Regions from separate parts of the Pan troglodytes genome. Here region 2 is linked to region 1. Evidence: chromatin contacts called from public HiChIP or PLAC-seq data. All regions are on one chromosome and are shown on one strand. The core of a region is the stretch at or near the end of the contact, and the rest is flanking DNA. Distances in the headings are between cores, read along the strand shown.

The links. HiChIP or PLAC-seq counts read pairs in DNA pulled down with a chosen protein or histone mark.
Region 2: a contact with region 1 is called in an H3K4me3 HiChIP or PLAC-seq map of stem cell-derived excitatory neurons, with 8 times the contacts expected there. The contact joins two enhancer-like sites. A contact is called at or near these places in 3 of 7 Hi-C or Micro-C datasets (induced pluripotent stem cells and stem cell-derived neural progenitor cells), 1 of 1 datasets of contacts at active chromatin or transcription factors (stem cell-derived excitatory neurons) and 1 of 1 other capture datasets (stem cell-derived neural stem cells).

Annotation. Positions count from the first base shown.
Region 1 is chr4:22,330,425-22,337,509 of NHGRI_mPanTro3-v2.0_pri, reverse strand. The region is part of intron 6 of ARB2A (ARB2 cotranscriptional regulator A); the gene reads right to left. Among named protein-coding and RNA genes, the nearest start is that of POU5F2, 59 kb to the left of the region's middle. Within about 2 kb of position 3,094, at least 5 of the 24 cell types and tissues checked have an H3K27ac peak or open chromatin away from gene starts, as enhancers often do. A contact at or near this core is called in stem cell-derived excitatory neurons, where this site is marked.
Region 2 is chr4:22,511,781-22,518,865 of NHGRI_mPanTro3-v2.0_pri, reverse strand. It overlaps ARB2A (ARB2 cotranscriptional regulator A), which reads right to left. Exons shown (of 9, transcript XM_063810257.1): 9 at 790-3,867. The coding sequence ends at 3,725. Among named protein-coding and RNA genes, the nearest start is that of NR2F1, 38 kb to the left of the region's middle. Within about 2 kb of position 4,220, at least 21 of the 24 cell types and tissues checked have an H3K27ac peak or open chromatin away from gene starts, as enhancers often do. A contact at or near this core is called in stem cell-derived excitatory neurons, where this site is marked.

The DNA.
Region 1 (7,085 bases), core at 1,845-4,344:
TCTAGTGTGACATGGGATAACACCAGTATCAGACTCCAAGTTCCACAACTGATAATGCCTCTCCTTCACTCTATGCTACAGTGCACTACCTAAGAGCACATATGCCTTAGTTCCTTGATGGTATGTCCTAGCACTTTCCTTCCTTGTAATACTACAGGCTCCAAAGTGATTTACTTTTATGTAAGTCTTGGGTTGACAGGCCACCAAGGTGGTTTGTACACATAAACTGCTTTAATTCCATGGACTGGATGGCTGTTGTTTTATTCTTTTTCTGATCAATTTGGCAGGTCAAGTCAGTCAAACTGGTTTCTTCATGTAGATACTGCCTTACTATGGAAATGAATGTGGAAACATTCATCTTTGTCAGAAATTATGTCAAATTATTCAAATTTATTGGTGAATTGCAACAAACATCCCAGCTGATGAACATCTCAGTCATATGTTTTTTAGAGAACACTTATGGTCCTGAAAAGATAACATTGCAATGAGCTTTCCCATTCTGAAGCAAAGATGTTTGGATAGAGAATGGGGTCTGTTATTCAAGATAATAATTTATTTCAATCATAAAAATTACAAAGATATCCAGAACTGTAAGTATCAAAATATATCCCTTTAGATAGTGTTGTTGTTGTTTTCTTTCCCCCTCTCCTTGTTATGGTCCTCTTTCAAGACTCTTACGAAGCTGTCTCTAAGACCCTTTCTGTCAGTTTCCATCTTTTCTATAGACATACTACAGCCTTCACATTAACACTGCTTCTCTGGCTTGAGGTAATAAACAATTAGCTACAGCACAGTGGTGTGATGTTCATGTTATTCTTTGCTGTACTACACCTAGCCAATGTCTCAAAAATTAATGCAACTATATCAGGATCTGAAATTAACTTTTTATAGCCAAAAGCAACATCCTGCTAGGAGGAGAAAAACCTATTATAAATGGGCTGGCATCTGATTGCTTGTACATGGTTAGTACCAGGAAACTAACATTTCAAATTATAAAGCGTTGAATATAACAAAAGCTGCCCCATATTGATTAATCACTGTTTTGTTTATGAACTGATAAGGTCTAACTAGGTAGTATCTATTATTAGTAAGTCACAGATCTATTACTAAAGATCTGAGATGAACCTACATTGGCTAATGTTTTTATGATGTTATATAGAAATAATTAGAAAAAAAATACCAGCATGAAAAATAACAGCATTTCCCCCTGAACTGTATATTATCTTGGGATATATTTTTTCCAGGTAATTATTTAAAACTAGTCACTAAAAATATATTCAAAAGTATATGTTATTCAATAAGCACTATCAAAAAATCACTTTGAAAAATGCGAACAGAAAAAATCAACCTAGGATAATGCACATATCTATTTCTCTTTGAAAAATTTTAAATAATTTCTAATTGAAGTACCTATATAGGAGAAATCAATTTAATGTGCTACAAAGCAAAGGTATTTAAAAATTTTATTTAAAACTGCCCATGTGTTTATAATACTCAGTTATTTTACTGGTGTTTAGACCAAGCTTGACTATAGTGGTAATCTTTTTTGTTCCTTTTCAGTCAGGATGTAAAACATATGCTACGAAAACTTTAAAATCTGCAAGAATACTTTATTCAAATTACTCATGTTAAAAATCAATACCTTTAGCTAATAAAAATAGGGCATGATTTAACTGCATATTTTCACACACACACACACACACACACACACACACACACACACACACACACACAGATACAGCTATAACTCTAGAGGAGAAGGATATAAAATTTTACCAGTTCTGGGATGTTTAATTAATTAGGAGAACAGTGTAAAATAGTTGTCTATATTCCTTAGGCTACTGATTGCTTTCTACATTTGGAAGATGGGGGACAAGACGGGAGAGGAGGGAGTTTTATTTTAAAAGTGTGTATTAAAACAAAAATGTTATTAATGTCCTTAGAGATTACAGGTGGTGCTACAGATTGAAACATGAATATTTAGGCTTAGAATGGACACTAAAATTCTAAAAAATAAATGGAGCAAATCTTTATATTTTAAAAAGATTTCAAGCTATAATTATCGATTGAAAATGTTTACTTAATTATGTTGTCACTTGATTTTCAACTAGTAGCCACAGCTCTAATCTATAAATAGAGTTAGGAATGGTAGCACATCAATTTTTCTCTTTCATTTTTAAATGATCAGCTGAAATAGAGAATGAAATGCAATCTTTAATATAGTTTTAAAAGACTTTAAGTTACTTTTGAACTACGAACATGTGAAAAATTACAAATAGGATCACTGACAGTAATTTTTATAAGTAAAAAGGTACAAATTATTGCTATTTGTGCTCTTCATTCTTAATCCTTTGCTTATCTTTCTTTTGACCTTTATCCAAATGAATCACACTAACTCTTGAATGCTTTCTCTCACTTGATTTCTAAAGCTGTTCATCACACTTGCTGGCTAGAAGCACAGCTGGCAAGGGATCTAAGCCTCATCACTGGGCAAACTTGCCCTTCTGGTTTTGCCAAGAATGACATTTCCAATGGAAGAAAAAGTTACTGTATGGGACACTGGATACTCTATTTATTTGTGAGAACCAATAGCTCCAACCCCCTTTGTTAGCACTACATATAGGCATTAGAAATAAAACCAAAATAACAAAGGATCAAACAGCCTAGAGTTCTCTAAATTCAATTGTTAATTAAAGTGAGAGCACAGAAATCAGCTGAGTATTTTTATTCATTTCCTGAAGAAAGATGCAACCAAGGATAAGCAGTGCCCCCTAGTGTCAATAACCACAGACAATAAAAGCTAGAGAAAAGTTGCTAATGTTAGCTGAACTAAATTATTAAAAATATATGTTGTAATACATGATAAATTCATCATTATTCAAATTTTAGACTTTACATGTATATAAAAGCACACCCACATCATTTATTTAATACTGACTTGCTCAGGAATGTGCACATGTGAGGGCACATGCACACACACTGTACACAGACTGACATGGCCAAGATGTCTTTAATGTTTCAGGCAGCTCAGAAAAAAAATTCCACCCAGCACAGCAGGCCATGCATGAAGCGGGTGTCAGCAAGCCCTGCAGAATCACTCACTGTGAAGACATCTAATAGGAACTGCTGAATACACAATACAGGCAGCATGGCCTGAATGGCTAAAGTGGAATGGCCAGAACGAAGTCTGAAGGTTTTCAAATACAACCAAAATTATAATTCAACCGGTAAAGAATTTTTAGACACTTTCTGTTTTTATTGTTATTAGGAAATTAGTATATTTAGCCTGTATTAGAGACTGATTTTGAAAATGCTATAACTTTTACCATGCATATTCTGAATATTGAATCCTAAATCTGAAGAACAAATAAATATACATCCTCTCTTTGGAAAAAAATGCAACACAAAATTCAAATATTAAAAAACACTAAATATATTTTATAAAATTTAAGTCAAGATATATTTTCTCTGATAAATCTTATAAGAAAATTTAAGTTATTTTTAAAAGACAAATTAGGTATCTAGAGAGTGATATATGTGCCAAACAGGTAAAGTCAGCTTCTTGTTTTGTGACATAGTGTCACTTATTTATTAACAGCAATTTTTGTCATAGATGACACATAAATGGGGGCAAAAAAGAAATCACAATGAAAAAGAAAACATCCATACAAATAAAAATGATAAACAGGAAAAACCAAAAAGCCAGGAGGACTGGGTATGTATGTATCAAATAAGCTTCTAATAAAAAGCAAATTAATAAGATAAACAATTGCTTAATTTTATTTACATAAAAAGTACAAGGCAAGAAAAATTCAAGGCTATTTAAAACATGTATTTATAGAGAAGTCCATTTGTGAATTACTTTTTCACATAAACCAAAACGCATATAGGACTAGTTTTGCATTTTAAAAAGCACAAGACATAATTATGCTTTTATAAAAAGATTCCTATGTGCATTTAAGTTGCTCCATCTTTAAAAGGATGAAGATGCAAATGCAATAGTTTAGCAGGCATAAACAGAATTCCAGAATGATGTTTAGCAGTAGATAGGTATTTTGGCCATTTACAATAAATTCTGGTTAAAACAGAAGCTGAAACTTCAACTATTCAAATTTAGAAAAAGTTCTAAAATGCTTACTATTGAGTTTTTAAAGAAGCATAATGATGGCAAGACTACTAAAATCTTTAAGAATCAAAGAACAGCAGCAACAACAAAAACCCCCTTCTTACATATAACAGTATTTCGCTAACATCCAGAAGGAAATAAAATGTAGATGGACATATTTACATTCATGCTAATTGTATGGACACACATTTTGTTGCATTAACAATTATGAGTTACTTCTCACAAAAATCTCCAATGGAAATGGAGTATTATCCCACATGAGTAATAACAGGTGCCTGCTTAGATAGGTGATAGTGAAAAGTCAAATTTGTGTGCCTATCCACGAGGAATGAGGACTTGTTTTTTCCTTGGTGGAACATGTGCAGTTTAGCATGCTACTGCAGCTGGCACTAAACATCAAGTAATTTTCTGCAGCTCTTCAACAGACAAAAACATTATACATATAAAGTTGTTATGTTCTTTCATGTCTTTTACAAATTTTTGTTTTCATGGATACTACAGCTTTCATCTTTAATTCAACAATAGACTACTTGGTGGTTATTTGTTATTAATATAGGCATAAAGTGATGTGAGATTTCTAAACCCACCCTAGAACTCTCCTACATCAATTCCCTCTCCTCCCTCACCGCCCCCCCCACCCAAAAAGAGGGATAAATTCTAAAGGCTAAGATGTAAGATGAGAACACATGAACACATAGAGGGGAACAACACATACTGGGGCCTATTGGAGGGTAGAGGGTGGAGGGTGGAGGGTGGGAGGAGGGAGAGGATCAGGAAAAATAACAAATGGGTACTAGGCTTAAGACCTTGTGATGAAATCATCTGTATAACAAACCCTCATACACAAGTTTACCTACATAAAAAACCTGCATATGTATTCCTGAACTTAAAAGTTAAAAAAAAAAAAAGAGAAAAGCTTCCATTTTTGGACATAAGAATTTTTTAGACTTAACCCAAAATATTTCTATGTGTTGATTTGGGGAATGTATGAATAAACGTCCCTGGTCAGGTTTTTCTTTTTGTAGAAAACGGGAAAGGTAAGCAGGTCCATGCCTGTTGCATGAAAGAGATGCTGGGTTAGGATTATGAAGACAGTGGAGCTAGGTTTGTACACAGCCGGACAGAAATAGTGATTCAGAGCTGTTATTATTCCTACAAGGTCAAAAGAAATGGAAAAGGTTTGTAACCCATGTACTCTATTACCAGCATTAACATACCCATAAATACATTTGATTCCTTTCTAGAACATCTCAAAGAGTTTGGAAATATATGTACACAGACACCATACAAAGATAAATTTTAAAATGTGAGCTTTTAGCTTTAACTTTCTAAAGCCTACATTAAAGTGTTCAAATACAAATTTTGTTTTGCGTATGTGTTCTTAACAGACACAAATGACAGGATTCTCATAAAATGCTTAAAGGCAGAAAAAGAATATAAAAGATAAATAACTTCAAAGAAAGATATTTCCTTAACATATGTATATTCATCTGAGTATCTAATAAGTAAACAACTGTTCATGCATATCATATCTGCAAGGATTATTCACTAAGAGTTTCCATATACTTAAGCAAGCATACATACATACCAAATAATTGAGCATAATGCATTTTTAATAGACTCTTATTATACCAAAAACATTTTCGTTAAGATGATATAACTGTATTATACTTTCAATAATAATTCAATATTATTAAAAGTTGTAAAGAAAAAATACAGCATAAAGGAAATATTAGTCTTCTGATATAATTTCTTTAGCTACTGATTTTAATTAACATTAAGAACTGCTCATATTTACCAGTGGGAGTTAATGCTTGCTTATTAGCCAATATATATTGTTCATTTATATTACCTTGGGGCAGGGATTGAGGAAGAGTAAGAGACAGCTAGTAGATTTTTTTTATTCAGAAATTATATACTTTTTAATATATCTGTTTTATTCCTCAGAAAAGAAACACTTTTGCCTAAAACAAAGTATATCTTTAGTAATCTTTTTATGTTTAATTTTTTGATTATTTTGAAAAATTTGAAATTTGTACATATACTGCAAGTTAAAAATCAAAGTTACAATTAAAACAAGTTTAAGTAACCAGAGATATATAATAATACCATACAGAGTGGCAAAAAATTTACAAGCATGTCCTAGGTGGTGAGATATCAAATTTTATTTCAGTAGTCAAACAGAAAAAAATACATCTTTAGAGATTTTATGAGGGGATGCATTTTAATATATAATTAATGATTAATGATTTTCACTACAAAGTTACCATGGTGTTATTAGAAATTCTCAGATTCAAATATGTTATAATACAAACATGGTAACTTCTAGAAATCACCAATCTAAATATATGATGCTTTGTTAAAGGGAAATAATGAGAACGGGGTTGAAATCACTGAATCCTTTCTTCTATGATTTAAAAATTACTATTCCTATATTTGAAAATCCATTAGCTTGAAAGCTTTTTGGCAATTCCTTGCTCCTTCACTATATAAAGGAAAAAGCAAAGGATTTCACTGAACAAGTTTTTACCAGCTATTTAACCTTTTTCAGGTTTCCCAGTACCTCACAGCAAAACCCCCGTTTCCCCAGAAATGTTTAGAGTGTAAGCACGGTGAACATACTTCAGACTCAGATCACCATTCCCCTGCACAGAAGAGTCTGGAGAAGGTGTTCTTCCAGTGTAAGGTCCTGAGTATGACCTGAGCAGTAATAAAACAGCAGGCATCATACAGCATCCTTCGTGATAATTACACAGAGGTCACAATCCTTTATTTCTCACCAACTACTGAATTACATTTCTCCAATTTGGGTCCATACAAGAAGCTGATTATGTATAAATTTAAGGGGAAGAAATACAGCAATTTTGACTAAATTATATGTCAGAAAGTCTGTTCAGCTCAAATGCATATGTATACCTATTTGTAGTTGCTCATGGTCACTTGCATTTGGGGTTGTCGT
Region 2 (7,085 bases), core at 2,971-5,470, 180 kb before region 1:
TGGCCACTAATAAGTAATAATAAAATAACCACCACCATCATCCCCCTTTTTGCCACCCATATTTCAAAGATGAGAGTGTCTCACATTTAAAGACATTTTTTTTCTCCAGAGGGGCATGTGGAAAGTTTTTGAGAAATTTTTACACTTTCTGTAGTAGTACTCTTTCTTAAATGAATTAGGATTACAGACACCAACAGGAACCTGTCAGTTTACAGTAAAAAATATGATTATAACAAGAGACACACGTGTTTGGATTGAACCGCAGATAATCCAGAGAAACAAACAAAATCTAACTTATTAGCACGGATAATATAGTTAGCATATCTCTAAAAGGGGCTAAAGGTTTTAAGAAAGCTGTAAAAGAAATGTAAGTTATTTTCAGATCGAACACAGTACATCAAGAACCTATATACATGAACTTGGAGGCAACTTAAACTCACCAGACTCCTCTTGGAAAACACATTTATTTATGGCATATTCAAGTGTATTTTATAAAACAACAATTTAATTGATAGGTTGTTCAGATTTCCTTGCTAAGGAGATATTTAAGATATTAAAAACAACTGTCTTAGAAATGTTAGCTTTGTAAAAGGTGCAAGCCAAATAGTGACTCAACTAAAGTTAGGATATTACCTTACAGCAATACTAACAGAAATAAAAAGTAGCCAGAAAGTTTAAAATATTGACGGATGCTGTCTCATCCTTCCTTTTATGTTTTTGCTTTAAAAAGTCTCTATGCAATTGGTGAATAAGCAAGAATTCTTCTGAGCAAGAATAATAACACCGCTGTTGTTGGGAAAATTGTTTTTATTTTAAAATGGAAATGGAAATATAATATACAGGAAAAGCTTGTGCTTTCCTTTTTTTTTTTTACTTCGCATAAACAATAATAATGCAATCCAGGTCAAAGCACAAGGCAGAAACTCGAGAAAAGAACAGTTATTAAAGGTACATGGTCTTCTTTTCAAATATCCATGAAAACATTTAACGACGGGATGGCTAGTACCTACAGAAAGCTCCAAAGCAATAATCTGGCCTTTAAGTTTCGACAGGACTATTTTGAATCTTAGATTTATCAGTCACTGTTTTCCCATTCTACTTGTTCTAAGAATTAAGTATATAATTAAAATAAAAAGGCCACATCCTGACTTTAAATCTCCACTCTCCTAAAAACCGGTTTGAGGAAACAAAAATGGGGAAGAAGAAGATCAGAACAAAAATATTGTTAACACTGGCCGTCCTCATGCAGGTGGGCTACTACCAACTGCTGGTTGTTACTCCAGGAAAATCGAGGTGAACATTATTACATTTATATCAACAAACCCATAATCAACAGGTTAAAAAATCCTACATTACAAAGAATCTGATCACTTATCAGTTGGTGGTCTGGAATAGTTTGCCTAGCTCCCTCTGGGCTGCTACAGCTCAGATTCACAAGTAGAAATTACATTTACACAACTTAAGTTTGCAAATAGCTCTCCATAAATAGTTAAACAAGGCCTAACCATCCAGTAGTTTTAAAGTATTAGAGGCAATTAAATAGTGATTTATTCTAGCTATAAGTAAAGGTTTAAAAAGAGGAGAGATGATTTGAGAGAAGGAATAGCAGTGATTTGGTTTATAAACAGCATATTTATTGTGCTCTAATTCAGGTGCAGAAGCTTCGCCAATTTAGCATTGCACAAGTGTTGGTTTTTTATAAATGCTATAAAATTGTTTCCTGTCAACATTTTCATATACTGAAAACACAACACAATTTATAATACCTTGAAAAATATATTCAATTCACATCAATTCTTGAATCTCTCACTGGAAGGAATGTTTGTCCCTCAACTAAGATTCCGGAACACTGCTGAAGATACCATTATTTTACACAGTTCACCACTACTTCTAAAATAGTAATGATTGGATAAAAAGGGTCAATATCACAGACAAATGTGCTTGATGTTGTTGGGGTTTACTCATTTTAAGCCATCTGGTAGCTGAATAAAATGCCATTTTTATTTTTCCTCCTATATAGTTGATTTTGCTTAAGTAACACGAAAATATATGCATACCTGAGCACTGAAAAAACATCTTTAATTTGTCATCATTAAGACTATAGAACCAATGAATGTACTTGTATGTCAAACACAGCAATGAGATATTAACAGCTTTAAAACTTGTTGAAATCGGTTCATAATATAAAAACATTTAAGCACGAAGTGGTTGATTTTAAGTTACTTTTCTGAGGCATTAGACAGTTCGAAGTCATTTTGGGTACATTTTATCATGTCCTCAAATAAGGCAGGCATATTAATTGTTGCACACACTTTAAAAAAGGATGAAAACTATTAAATTTATGTTCTCATCTATTAGAAACAATCTTTACTAGGTAATTAAACTTGTCAAGTAATTAAAATATAATGTGAAATTTTAAGATTTTAATCTAAAAGTCAGCAAAACCTTAACATCTCCTGTATTTCACAGTGTTGGCCACATCTTAGCTGGATTAAAATACTTAATTGTTCAAACTGTAGGGCTAAACCCTACAGAGGAAGCGGAGTGCTAAAAATTATACCATTGGACTGAGAGAAGAAATTCTTTCACACCAAGTCCTTCTCTTCTTGTTAAAGCAGAAAACTAAAAGGATAATTTTAGCCCCACTTAGCCTTTCAGAAGAAAAAGGCTGCAGAGCACAAAGGTTTCGTTTCCTGATGACAATAAAAAAATTCTCTCCCTAGAAGGGCCTAACTCCAGGAAAGCTCAGAATAGATCATTCTGGAAAGGATTAACAACAACAATCTTTCTCTACAGAGAGATTTAAAAAGCAAAACTTAAGTGTGTTATATCTAAATTACAATGCCACTCAGTACACATTATGTGTTTAAAAAGTAAAGTCAATCCCAGTGATAACAGTTGGAAATTCCATTGAAAATGGGACCTTTCACACCTACACTTAAAAGAGCTGCCCATCATTGTTTTGGTTTTAACAGTCTCTTCTGAAATCAGAGACTTGTGTAAACTCTCACAATTAGCTGGCAAAAGGATTTTCAGCAGTAATGCGGATTCAGCACTTTATAGATTTTTATGCAGAGTTGTTTTTTTTCTGGTCCCGAAATGAAAACAGGGAGAGAACAATTTGCACTCCCCAAACTACATGGTACATCATGGCATTCAGGTTCTGAATTTGAAATCGGCTTTGGAGTGTGTGTGGAACTTCCTTAAAAAAAAAAAAAAAAAAGAGGTGGGTAATAAGATGCCCTCAGGGAAAAACCTAGTGAAAATGGAAATCTGAAGTCTGGAATAGAAGTTTGCTCCAGTTGAGAGCGGGGAAAGATGGACATAATTAAGGAGGGGGAAGCAGCAGCGGCTCCGCTACGGCGGGCACTAGGACCGCGCCGACGCCGCCGGACCCGCAGCGCCCGCGCGGTCTCCGTCAGGGCAATTAGAGCCTCGCCGGCCGCGCCAGGCAGGGCGCTGTCAGCCTTAATGTGAGCGCTGACTGGCAGCGCTCAGCCCGCGCTCAGCCCGCAGGAAGCACGACCAGTGAACCCATATTGCTTTGACAGTTGCACTCATCTAGAAATAATGCAAAACGCTATTTAGATGTATATATCACGACCCTGTGCTCTGGGAAGAAAACAATCTAATGAGGGGCTGGGAGTCCGCTCGACGACACAAGCAGTGAGGAGGCGTGCGGGTGCGTGCGCCAGGGCGGCCTCCCCCGTCGCGCTCGCTCCTCTTACAGCTCTTCGTGCTTGATGCGGTGCGAGCGGCGCGTCACAGCCGGCTTCAGGGAGCTGGTCTTGGCCTCTGAGGCTTCGGTAAAGAATTTGAAAATAGACGGAAAGCTCTTCCAGGAAGTTAGCTCGTGACGGTCGGTGCCTGCAAAGAACCACACATTCGGTTACCAGGTGGCCACGCGGGGCCGGGCGCGGTGAGGGCGGCGAGGGCCAGGCCGAGCCCCGGCTCCCGACCACCCGGTCCCGCCCCTCCCCGCCCCTCCCGCCTGCGCCCCGCCTCAGCCGCCCGCGCCCCGCCCCTCAGCCAGGACCCCCGCCCCCTCGCGGGCGCGGGCCAGCCGACTCCCAGGGCACAACTAGGGCTGCGGGGTCACTTGCCCCCTGGCTCAGAGGAACTCAGACTTCGCTATCCGCGGCGTCTAGGCGTCTCCGGCCTCAGTCCCCATCCCTCTCCCAACGCGGGGACGCGGCCCGGATCTGTCCCGGGGTCGCCCGAGGCGCGGCTGGCCGCCCGAGGCCTCCGCCTCTCCGGGCCAATGGAAGCGCTGGGCGGGAAGGGCCACTCCCTCTCCCTCCGGGAAACCACCCACTCCCGAGACTCGGCGCGCGCGGGGATTGGTTTCCCCTGCGTGCGGGATCGCACAGCGCCTGTTTCCTTGCTTCCCAAGGGGGTGGTGTGGAGGGGAAGGGGGAATGATTTTTCTTGCGTCTCCCGGAAGCTGTGCTGTTAGACACGATTACCTCAGCTAGGTCACTGAGACCAAATCATACGGGACGCTTAATGAAGGACCGCATTCAAAAGGGATTACGCCTTGAAGTGTCCTGGCGGGCGACATTTTTACAGATTTTAAGGGGCAAATTTAGAACAGCTAAAAAAAAGGTTTCAAAGCCGTGACTACTAAAAGAGCATCTAGGCCTCCCATTTTGTCAGGAGGAATTCAACTTAGAAAATGCAGGTTAGTTGTCAATTTATGGGGTTACTTTATTTTACTACAGCTTCTCTCTGTGGTTTCGATGTAATACTAATGTACAGCATGTTTTCAAATCAGATCGACCTTCAGTTTAACACAGGCAGCGGATAACACGGATGCAAGCATAAGAACATATGAGGAAATACATTTAGCTATTTTTGACTCCCTGTGATGGCTTATGTAGCATTTTACCAGTGGCTTCATAAATGAGCACTTTTTAAAATTAAAAATTAAAATAATTACAGACTTCCACAGAAATAATGAGTGAATAGCTTTTAAACAGTTGAAATCTCTTCCTAGATCACTCAATTATGCAGAGAGATACCGCTTGGAAGTCTCCGGATTCAGGGCCTCAGTCTGATACTTTAACATTGTTAATGATAATTCTTTAGTCTGTAATAGTAGGTCATTGCTATGGTTACTCTACAATGGTGCAACACTTTGCTTTCCCCTTCAGCTATTCGCTGAGACCTGGTAACCACATTTGTTGCCTAGCAACAGTTTTGTGACAGTATCACAATCTAGGAGTTACAACAATAAGGATGCTATGGCTGCTGTCGGCCAGAGAGCAGAAAGCTACAGTCTGTGCCTGACTTAGCTGTGGGAGCTGGCCCTACTAGAGAACCCCTCTCTCTTTATCAGTGCCCTCCCAAGGATTCTCCCTATCCTCCTTTCCTCTGCAGACTGGCCTCATGAACCTGAATTTGAAACTAAGACCCAGTATTAAAGTCATATCCCCCAACTCAGACTAAAAATGAGGTCATTTTATTTGCTTACTCATTTTGGGCAAAATTCATTGTTACTCAATAGGAAGGAGGGATGAGTGTAGGTTTATCTTGTTAAATCCTAAAGTGCTAGGTGGATTTTGACAATTCTTCATAGAATTCTTGGGGGAAAATTATATATATATGCCTGCTTGCATCAATAGGTGTTATAATACATAACATCTAGGTATTATTATATTTTTACTGATTTATTCAAATGACAATCTTAAAGGATTCTTTTGAATTTGGAGGCATTTATATTTTCCAAACCTAAGTGAGCAGTTCTACATATGCTCAGACATACCTGCTTTAAATGATATTTGTGGGTAGATCTAGGAGGACCAGTTTCTGGATAGGGTTATCAAATGTGTGTCTCTATTCTATAGTGTTTGCAACCCTAGTTTCACTTCAGTAATAACTACACAGTTGCACTTATAATGGTAGGACATTTTAAAATCAGTTGTAATTCATTTTGAAAGACCATTCTCAGATGCATACTCCATGGCAACACCCACCCCCAAATACAATAAGCCAAAAAAAAAAAAAAAAAGGTGTTAATTGTCTCTTTTCTTAACCATTTCCCAAGCTTACAGCCACATTTGGCATTTCCTCCATAGTGATCACACTTACACCTACTAGTGTTACTAAGGCTATGATCAATTTGTAAGCTTTCTCAGGGAATTCCCCTCATAATTCCTCCCACCCCTTGAAACCAATTCAATCTATGAATCTAGAGGGACCTAAGGAGTCAACGGTCTGAAGCAATTTTAACTCCTTTATTTCTTCTTTACGGGTAACAATCCTTCTGAAGGATGAACAGATTTCCCTGGTGATAAAATCACTACAAAAGCTTTTTAGTTTTAGCTTTTGATGACTCTCTGCTTGATTAGTCCTGGACTGAAAAGACCAGAGTCCCTGAGATAACGGAATACTTGTACTGGCTCTCAACATTTACTCTTGTAATTTAAGAGTATAAATAATGAGAATGTGTGCTTCTGTCAGACGAAGGGAAATTGCTAGGAGTAAAGGTAATAAGGTAGGTTAGCAACTGAATTACAGAGAATGGGGTGGAAGGGAGAGAATTCTCCCTAAACTAAGGAATGATAACATGAATATGTAATATAAAAATGTCTTTTCTAAATTTTTGGAAGTAGATTTTAAATGATTTTTAGAATACCATTCGGAAGTTGAATAATTACATGTCTAACTGGGACTGCATATATACATTTCAAGAATATGTTTGGAGACCATTTTCAAAAATTTAGGTCCAAAGTTCAGTGAAAATATTTACAGATGAATATGAAACTCTATCCATGACAATGTTCAGTGAATGGAAACTTTTGAGAGCAGGTTTCTAGTACTTAAAAAATACATCACTTTAGGGGACATTAAGTGGGATGCTTTTTATTACATCAGTACAGAAACACTAGACCATTACATTATTTGTTCATAAAAGGATATAAAAGGTAGAAGTTTAGGTCAATCAAAAAAGCAGCCATTTATTAATAAAATGCAATGATGTAGAAATCACAGGGAAACTAGTTTATTTAGCACTAACCTTGTCATTTGAAGGAGAAAAACATGGTTTTATGGTTAAGGTCTAGTCTTTTCACTAACACCACTTT